Linked DNA regions of Mus musculus: regions 1 and 3 are each linked to region 2. The links are chromatin contacts, called in public Hi-C and Micro-C maps. All regions are on one chromosome and are shown on one strand. The core of a region is the stretch at or near the end of the contact, and the rest is flanking DNA. Distances in the headings are between cores, read along the strand shown.

Evidence for each region. A called contact is a pair of places that touch in the nucleus more often than the background predicts.
Region 1: a Micro-C map of muscle stem cells shows a contact between it and region 2, with 5 times the contacts expected there. The contact joins two enhancer-like sites. A contact is called at or near these places in 5 of 484 Hi-C or Micro-C datasets (the MC3T3-E1 cell line, muscle stem cells, nephron progenitors and 1 more) and 7 of 115 datasets of contacts at active chromatin or transcription factors (CD8 T cells, bone marrow-derived dendritic cells, embryonic fibroblasts and 4 more).
Region 3: a contact with region 2 is called in a Hi-C map of uterus, with 2.1 times the contacts expected there. The contact joins two enhancer-like sites. A contact is called at or near these places in 1 of 15 datasets of contacts at CTCF or cohesin (large pre-B cells), 16 of 484 Hi-C or Micro-C datasets (the C2C12 cell line, the Patski cell line, bone marrow-derived macrophages and 10 more), 4 of 115 datasets of contacts at active chromatin or transcription factors (double positive thymocytes, extraembryonic endoderm stem cells, neural progenitor cells and 1 more) and 4 of 9 other capture datasets (adipose tissue, embryonic stem cells, liver and 1 more).

What each region holds. Positions count from the first base shown.
Region 1 is chr13:24,655,986-24,658,685 of GRCm38.p6, reverse strand. All of the region lies in intron 1 of Ripor2 (RHO family interacting cell polarization regulator 2), which reads right to left. Among named protein-coding and RNA genes, the nearest start is that of Ripor2, 19 kb to the right of the region's middle. Within about 2 kb of position 1,310, at least 37 of the 459 cell types and tissues checked have an H3K27ac peak or open chromatin away from gene starts, as enhancers often do. A contact at or near this core is called in embryonic fibroblasts and muscle stem cells, where this site is marked.
Region 2 is chr13:24,564,229-24,566,928 of GRCm38.p6, reverse strand. It overlaps a transcript of Ripor2 not described here. Among named protein-coding and RNA genes, the nearest start is that of Ripor2, 73 kb to the left of the region's middle. Within about 2 kb of position 1,343, at least 158 of the 459 cell types and tissues checked have an H3K27ac peak or open chromatin away from gene starts, as enhancers often do. A contact at or near this core is called in embryonic fibroblasts, liver, muscle stem cells and 1 more, where this site is marked.
Region 3 is chr13:24,685,541-24,688,240 of GRCm38.p6, reverse strand. The region is part of intron 8 of Ripor2 (RHO family interacting cell polarization regulator 2); the gene reads right to left. Among named protein-coding and RNA genes, the nearest start is that of Ripor2, 48 kb to the right of the region's middle. Within about 2 kb of position 1,405, at least 37 of the 459 cell types and tissues checked have an H3K27ac peak or open chromatin away from gene starts, as enhancers often do. A contact at or near this core is called in liver and uterus, where this site is marked.

The sequences.
Region 1 (2,700 bases), core at 61-2,560, 92 kb before region 2:
AGCCATAACTTAGCATCTTTAGAGATTCCCTTCACCATTATTTTTCCAAATGTCTTATGTCTTTAACCAAGCCACATCTTTTTTGAGGGTTACTAGCTGTCTTTTAAGGCTTCTAAGATAGTCAGTACAGGGCAAGACCCAAGAAATAAATCAGAAATCCACAGACAAACAAAAGCTTGGCTTTGGGGCCAGGTTGAAGCATTCCACTCAGTTTACTTCTGTAAGCCCTACTCTTTCTTGTCCTAAGTTATCAAGGTTGCTTCAAGGAGAAAAGCATAGCCTAGTGTGGGGCAATGGTCTTTCCCATTACCTAGAATTGCAGCTTGAAGACACACTTGAGTTTCATCAATCAAACGGAGCATGCGAATTATTATTTTTTATCTGTTTTTTTTCCATTTTTTATTAGGTATTTAGCTCATTTACATTTCCAATGCTATACCAAAAGTCCCCCATACCCACCCACCCCCCCTTCCCTACCCACCCACTCCCCCCTCTTGGCCCTGGCGTTCCCCTGTACTGGGGCATATAAAGTCTGCAAGTCCAATGGGCCTCTCTTTCCAGTGATGGCCGACCAGGCCATCTTTTGATACATATGCAGCTAGAGTCAAGAGCTCCGGGGTACTGGTTAGTTCATAATGTTGTTCCACCTATAGGGTTGCAGATCCCTTTAGCTCCTTGGCTACTTTCTCTAGCTCCTCCATTGGGAGCCCTGTGATCCATCCATTAGCTGATTGTGAGCATCCACTTCTGTGTTTGCCAGGCCCCGGCATAGTCTCACAAGAGACAGCTACATCTGGGACCTTTCAATAAAATCTTGCTAGTGTATGCAATGGTGTCAGCGTTTGGATGCTGATTATGGGGTGGATCCCTGGATATGGCAGTCTCTACATGGTCCATCCTTTCATCTCAGCTCCAAACTTTGTCTCTGTAACTCCTTCCATGGGTGTTTTGTTCCCCATTCTAAGGAGGGGCATAGTGTCCACACTTCAGTCTTCATTTTTCTTGAGTTTCATGTGTTTAGCAAATTGTATCTTATATCTTGGGTATCCCAGGTTTGGGGCTAATATCCACTTATCAGTGAGTACATATTGTGTGAGTTTCTTTGTGAATGTGTTACCTCACTCAGGATGATGCCCAGAGCATGCGAATTATAAGCCTCAATCATTTGATAGCTGAGAAAACACACAGTGAGGAAGTACTGTGCTGCCCCCAGTCTCTCTCCTAAGTCCCCTCCCCAAAGGTGACAGCACAGTACAGTATGTGGATGCTATTTTAAGTGCCTGCCTGAGTCATGTGAAGAGTAAAGAAGAAACGTTAACAGCCCATCTATTCATCGGGCTAGTCAATTGTACGAACTTCTAGATAATTGGCCGTGCTTCAGCCCTGGGGAAAATGACAATTCTGCTCCTTCTTCCGTTCTGGTGGATTAAATAAATGCAGGGAGTAGCAGCTGGCCTCAGGATAATTAGACGAGAAATGATTTAGGACACAAAACCCACTTAAATCTCTAGAGGGGTTGGGTTGATTTTGACTAATGTTGGCATTACTCATTTTAAAATGCAAAGCCTAGAACACGCACAGGACTTCAGAGCACACACTACACATCAAAGTGGGTTAGAAGGCAAGAGCGTTTTGCGCTTAAAGGAGGCTCAGGCTGTTTGTAATAATAAGTAATTTTGCCCCCCTCCTCCTCCCTCCTCCCTCCACCTTTTTTTAAACCGTGAGTATCAAAAGGGGAATGTGTCTTGGGAACATGGTTTTGGAGACAGCTTGGCTGATCCTGCTGAGAGAAAAACACACCCACCATGCCCCCTCCCCTTTTTGATCATCAGATTGAAAAAACATCGCTGTGGTGTGGAAGAAAGTGAGCTCCTCCCAGAGACTCTGCACTCGGACCGGACCGATCATCCCTAGGGCCTGGCCACTCCCTTAGTCGTGGTTTCTTTATAACAACCTCAAAATGATACTGACAGGTTCTCTTCCGTCCGATTTGGCTTTTCTAAAATTGTCACTTTTTTTTTTTTTTAAACGAGTGCCTGTGTTTTATTGTTCTCAACAGAACTGAGCTCCATCTTTGAGACATTAGGTAGAAACAGCGGTTGGGTTCTGGGAGACCATGCCCAGCAGTGTGCTAGGGATTGCTTTTGCATATTGTAAGCTTGACAAACGCCGACATTCTTTAATGGGACAAGAGTCAGGTAGAAAATGAGTCTGAGTTCTTATACATAAAGCTATATGCTGCATTCATGTTAGAGAATGGACAGGTAATTAAAATCTTCTTAGAGTAGGTGTATAAAATCAAACTGATAGTGTTTTTTTTTTTTTTTGTAGGACCCACTAATTTTTTGTGGCCATATTTTTTCATGTCCTCTATGTTATGTTATGTTATGTTATGTATTTATTCTTAGAGAATTTTATATATGTATACAAATGTATTATGATTGTACACACCTCCTCTCCCCAAATGCACCAGCCACCCCACAACAGGTTCCCCTTGCAACCTCATTATTGTCCTTTTTTTTTTTTTTTTTGGAGATTTATTGTATGATTTACCTGTGTGAATGTATATTCACACATTTGTAGGTGCCCATAAAAGTCTGCAGAGGACATCGGATCCCTTGGAGCCAGTGTTACAAGGCATCTGTGAGGTACTGAGTTGACAGAGGTTGGACCGGGGAGTCTGTGATGTAAATACAGTCA
Region 2 (2,700 bases), core at 94-2,593:
TCTTCCCTCCCTTCTCCTCTTGCCATGTCCAAAATGTGACTATTGGTTATGACTTAGGAAAATAATCAGCTCTTCACACCTATGAGGTACAGCCTAACAAGGAGTGGTAGGAACACAACCTGAGTCAAGTCTGTTGGAGCACAGAGAGCACCTGCCACACAGGGGTACAAGCAGGACTAAGAGCTGGTCACAAGAGTCCCTGGATGCTATGGATGTACCTTTAAATTCTGTATTTAATATTTTAAAGTTACATTTACGTACGTATGTATGTATGTATGCATGAATTGTGGGAATGGGCACATGTATAGAGATCAGAGGGCAATTTTCCAGAGTCATTTCTATTCTAGTACCATGCAAGTCCCCTATAATGGAACTCAGGTCATTAGACTTGGTGGCAGACATCTTTATTGACAAAACCATCTTTCCAGTCCATGGTGTCTTGAAATAGGGTCTCACTCAGTAGCCCAGGCTAGCTTAGTACTGACTATGTAATATAGGTTAGACTTAAACTCACAACAATCTTGCCTTAGCTTCTGATATGCTGGGATTTCAGGTGTGACCCATTACAGTGCCTCTGCCCTGACACTTCCTTCCATACTTTAGCCTACCTCCTGACTTCAAATCACACCAGAGTGCATATCACTGGGCCAACCAGTGTGGGAGAGAGAGGCCAGGCCCAGAGGTGTGGAGAGCAGGCATACAGCCTTTCCCAGGGCCTCTGAATGGCCTCATTCATTCACTGTTCCAGGCTTCTATCGCAGATAGCTCCACTTCCCTTCCCTGTGGAATAACTTTCCCCACCTCCCTATGAGATACAAAACCAGGGCTGACTCCCAAATAGTTGGAATTCTTTTCTCTGAGTTGCACTGACTTAGCTCTGCTCTGTTTGAACAAAAGGGCGTAGGATTTGGACACGTCCCAAGAAGGTTATAAAGAATTTTATCTTGGGATAAGGCTCTCAATGGCTGCTCTCTGAATCCTGGGGGCCCAGTGGCTTCTGAGAAAGCAGAAAGCACTTATCAGCCAAACAAATATTTTTCCCAGCTTCCCTGCCAGTGGAGCCACAATGGAGTCTACCACAAAAGCCCACATAGATGCTTGCTTACCCTGCACACCCTCTGCCTTTAGGAAGGAAATAGATAAGAATAAAACCAAACGCAGAGAAAGGCTGTCACTCTGCTGCTGTTGTCCGCAGACACCCTAGCTGGATCCTCACTGTCCCTGCAGTGGTTGTGGAGTGAAGCATATCCATCCAGAGCGACTGGGCTATGTCCCTGGCCTGCCCGGTTTTGCTTTGTGTCACACACTCTGGAATGTTTGGACTTTGTGATAATACCATAGACACTGAGTCATATTGCCTAGGGTCCAACCCCCACCACTAATCCAGCTCACTAATCGTGCAACCCTGGGTAAGTCACTTGAGCTCTGTGCCACAGATTTGTAATATGTAAACTATAGAATGCAGAAGCAGCCACTTCATTGGCTTGTTGGAATCATTCAATGAGATGGAATTTGTAAGAGGCTTAGAGGCATTTCTGGCACTCAGTAAATGTTCAGCAAATGGAACTTTTTCCCTCGTAGCTCAAGCCCAAGCATGGAAGGGGATTCCTTTGCCGCTCAACATTCCTGGAGCAGGGAGCGGGACAGTTGTCTCCAGCCTGTGGTTCAGCCTCCACCATGGAATGCAGGACATGGTGAAAAGAGCCCCAGCCCAGGCCTTTGGCTCAATGTCTCCCTTTCCAAGATTAAGAGGGCTTTAGCAGTTTCTAACTTCCAAAAAAGATTTGTTTTTTTGGTAATAAAAGGAAAATATACTCATGAAAAAATTCATGCACTACTTAATAACATTTACAAAATTAAGACAAAATGCCCTGAAGTCTGGCTTTGTACAGAGAAAAATAAAAGGTTATGGGTTTGTGTGTTGCTGTTCCTTCCAGGACCCAGATTCTTTGAGCTCTGCTGTCTACTGGAGCAAAAGGAATTATCGAGTGGTGGCGGCGAGCAGTGGGCACTTGCTGCGTCCAGATGCCAGGGAGACGCACGGAGGGAGGGGTTCCCGTCTACTCTGCCTACATGCTTACTACTGCTTGAGGAGGATCTGGTCCCACTAGTGTTGCAGTTAGCCAGGGAGCTATGTCTGCCACACAGGACCCTGGGAGTCAAATTCCAAAGTATATGCGCATAATATGTCTTCCTAAATAATCAACTGTAGCTCAGTAAAATCTAAAAAGATGGAAAGAGAATTTCAGTAGTGAAATCTCTCTCTTTCTGTGTTTCTCTTTCTGTCCATCCATCTATTCTCTCTCTCTCTCTCTCTCTCTCTCTTTCACACACACACACACACACACACACACACACACACACACACACACACACACACACACACACACACAGAAGGAGGGGGAGGGAGGGAGGGAGGGAGGGGGAGAGAGAACTACCTTTGAATAAGGCGTCCCCTACTTGTTAAGCCCTCTGTAGGTGCTGGAGAGATGGCTCAGTAGATAAAGTGCTGGCCTCTTGAGGGCTGGAACTTGGATGTCCAGCATCCAAGTGAGAAGCTTGGCAGCTGCAGCAGCCTGCTGAAATCCCAGCACTCCAGAGGCAGAGCCAGAGGATCCCAGGGCAAGCCTTACCAGAACTGGTGAGCTCCAGGTTCAGCTAGAGACCCTGCCTCCATAAACAAAGTATAGAGAGACTGAG
Region 3 (2,700 bases), core at 156-2,655, 120 kb before region 2:
GGGACAGCTCCAGAGTCCCAGCTTCCATTACCCTTTCCACCTTCCTATTGATATTTACCAAAAGCCCACTGTGTGAGGGTGAAAATATTAATTTACATTTTAGAATTTCTCACTAAAAAAAAAAAACTATGACATAATTGCAGTGAAAAAATCAGCACAGACGTTTTCTATTTCTAACCTTTGAGTCCTGGGGCAAGTTTCTCCTGTGCTTGTACGTGCTTGTGCATGTATACACAGGCATATGTATGCCTATGTTTGCGGATGCTTCATAGACCCTTTTTTTTTTTTTTTTTTTTTTTTTTTCCTTTTTGAGATGGGATCTCTTACTGAACCTGGAGGTTGCTGTTTGGTTAGATTGGCTGGCCAGAAAGCACAGGGACCTACTACCCATCTCAAGTCCCTTTTCCATCAGAGGCCAAGTTGGGATTATAATCACATGACCCGATGCCCAGCTTTTTATGTGGGCTCTGCAGATCCAAACCCATATCCTTTTGCTCGCTTTATGCTGTCTTCCCTGCCCTGGGTTGTGTTTCTAGCAAACAAGATTTTACTCACGTAGACATAACAAGGATGATGTCACACTGTGTGTTTTACCTTCAGTGAATGGCTCAATTTATCTCAAATGGACAAATCTGCTTCCCATTGACCCATGGGCATGGTGATGAATAAGACGAATCCAGGGAAGCTTCAAAATGGGCTCACCTCTTACCATCTTTCGACACTAGATGGCAGCAGCTCACCAACTTGGCATGCCTTTTAGTTGGCGAGCCCATGCATTTAGGAGCAGCTCTCGCTAACAATTAGAAGCTAATGAGCCACTTAGGAGGACCCACTGTAATAAAAGCAGGATTGGAGGAAGCGATTTTCATGAATAATTCTGGAGCATTTAGGCTTTTTTCCCCCACCTCCACAAAAACACATCGGAAAGAAAGCACTGCTGGCTGGCTTTTATGAATCTGAAGCCCAATGTGCTAATTCTAAGAAAACCCTATTTACCCTTTGAATACCTACAAATTATCAGCTCCTGGTTAATCCACTAGCTGGTTACATGTTGAGGTGACAATAGGGACCCCGCTTCAGGGAAGCTGACTATGTACCATGATGGATACGTTGAGAAGGGTGGGGGGACTCTTTGACGATCTCCCTTCTCAAAATCACCAGAAATTTCTTATCACGGGAGGAGGAGGGCTGGGGTCGTGATGAGTTTTGGGTCTCACTGTCCATGGAATGAACACACCTTATTGACATTCCTTATAAGGCATCTCCAGCCTCTGGTGACAGTGATAACAGCAGAATGGCAGCAGGTAGGAGGAGCCAGTTCCAGCCGAAGCTCCCCAGGCGGGGGGAGCACTTCTGCTGGAGCACCAGCTATCGTGGACTTTGGGGCCTGGCTAGGTTCTGCAAATTCTGGCCCAAGGCCCTGCTGGCATTTCTACAGCTGCGAAAAGCCCAGTGTTTTCTCAGCTGCTTGGTGGTAACTGTTGTATCAGCTAGGTTTTCATGATGGCCACTCAGAAATCATCCCTGGGTTCCCTCAGGTGGGTCTCTTTTGATCTTTTACCTTGCTCCTGTGTTAATGATCCAACAGCTCTTCCACAGCCTGAATGGAGGACAGGGTGCTGCCCCCAGTGTGACTGTGGATAAATGATGCCCCCGCTCATGGTTGAACATTTGGCCACCAGCTGGGTAGCTCTGTTGTGGGAGGTTATGGAGTCTTTAAGAGTTAGGGCCTAGCTGGAGGAATCAGACACTGGAGAGTGTGTTCTTGAGGTTTATAACTCTGCTTTGCTTCCAGCCTGTGTCTGGCTTCCTGATCCACTCTAACCCCTGCCTCAGCTGCCGGCCTCTCCGACTACCATAGCTCCCCTTCCCATAGTGGACTAAACTCCTCCAAATCTTAAGCCGCCACGGATCGTTTTCCTCTTAAGTTGTTTCTTTCAGAGAATTTATCACAGTGGAGAAAGGTTGCAGATACAACCTCATAGCTATCTACAGCTACACAGCTATAGAGCCTCCCAGCTACCTACAGCCACACAGCTGCTCACCTGGCTCCCCGTGCCACTGGCTGCCTTTGCTCAGACACGGTTCTGGTCATAGAAGTACTCCATTGTTTCCCAGTTTTGCCATGACCTTCCTAAGAGTGTACCTCGGACTGTGTCTTAGTACTGGCCTTCCTGCTTCCTGGGCAGGTTTCCCAGTTCATCCTAAAGGCCATGGTGACCAGCTAGCACTGACCTCTGGACATGTGTCCTCCTGGAACTCATTTGAATGAGGTCATCGTTGGGAAGAAAAGCAGTTTTCTGTAAGACACGCAGTTCTTAGCTTCTTTTCTGATTTGGGGTCCTGAATCCAGCTGGGTCCTTACAGGTTTTTGGAATCTGGCCTCAACAGCTCCCCACAGCACTTTTACAGAGCACAGAGATCACAGCACCCCCCCCCCCCCCCGACAGCTTTGGGCAGCATCCCCGCCTTCAGGAGGGACTTTCAGTTTAGTTGTTCTAGCCAGAGGTTATTCAGGACGCTCTCTGCACCCCCCCCCCCCATCCTTTCCTCAGTGGGAACCTTCACTTAACATTTTTTATTTTTTCTTTTCTTCTTTCTGTCTGTCCCTCTGTTCCTCTTCCTTCCTTCCTCTTCTTTCCTTCCTTCTCTCCTTCTTGCCTTTCTTTCCTTCTCTCTCTGTCTCTTTTTCTTTTTTAA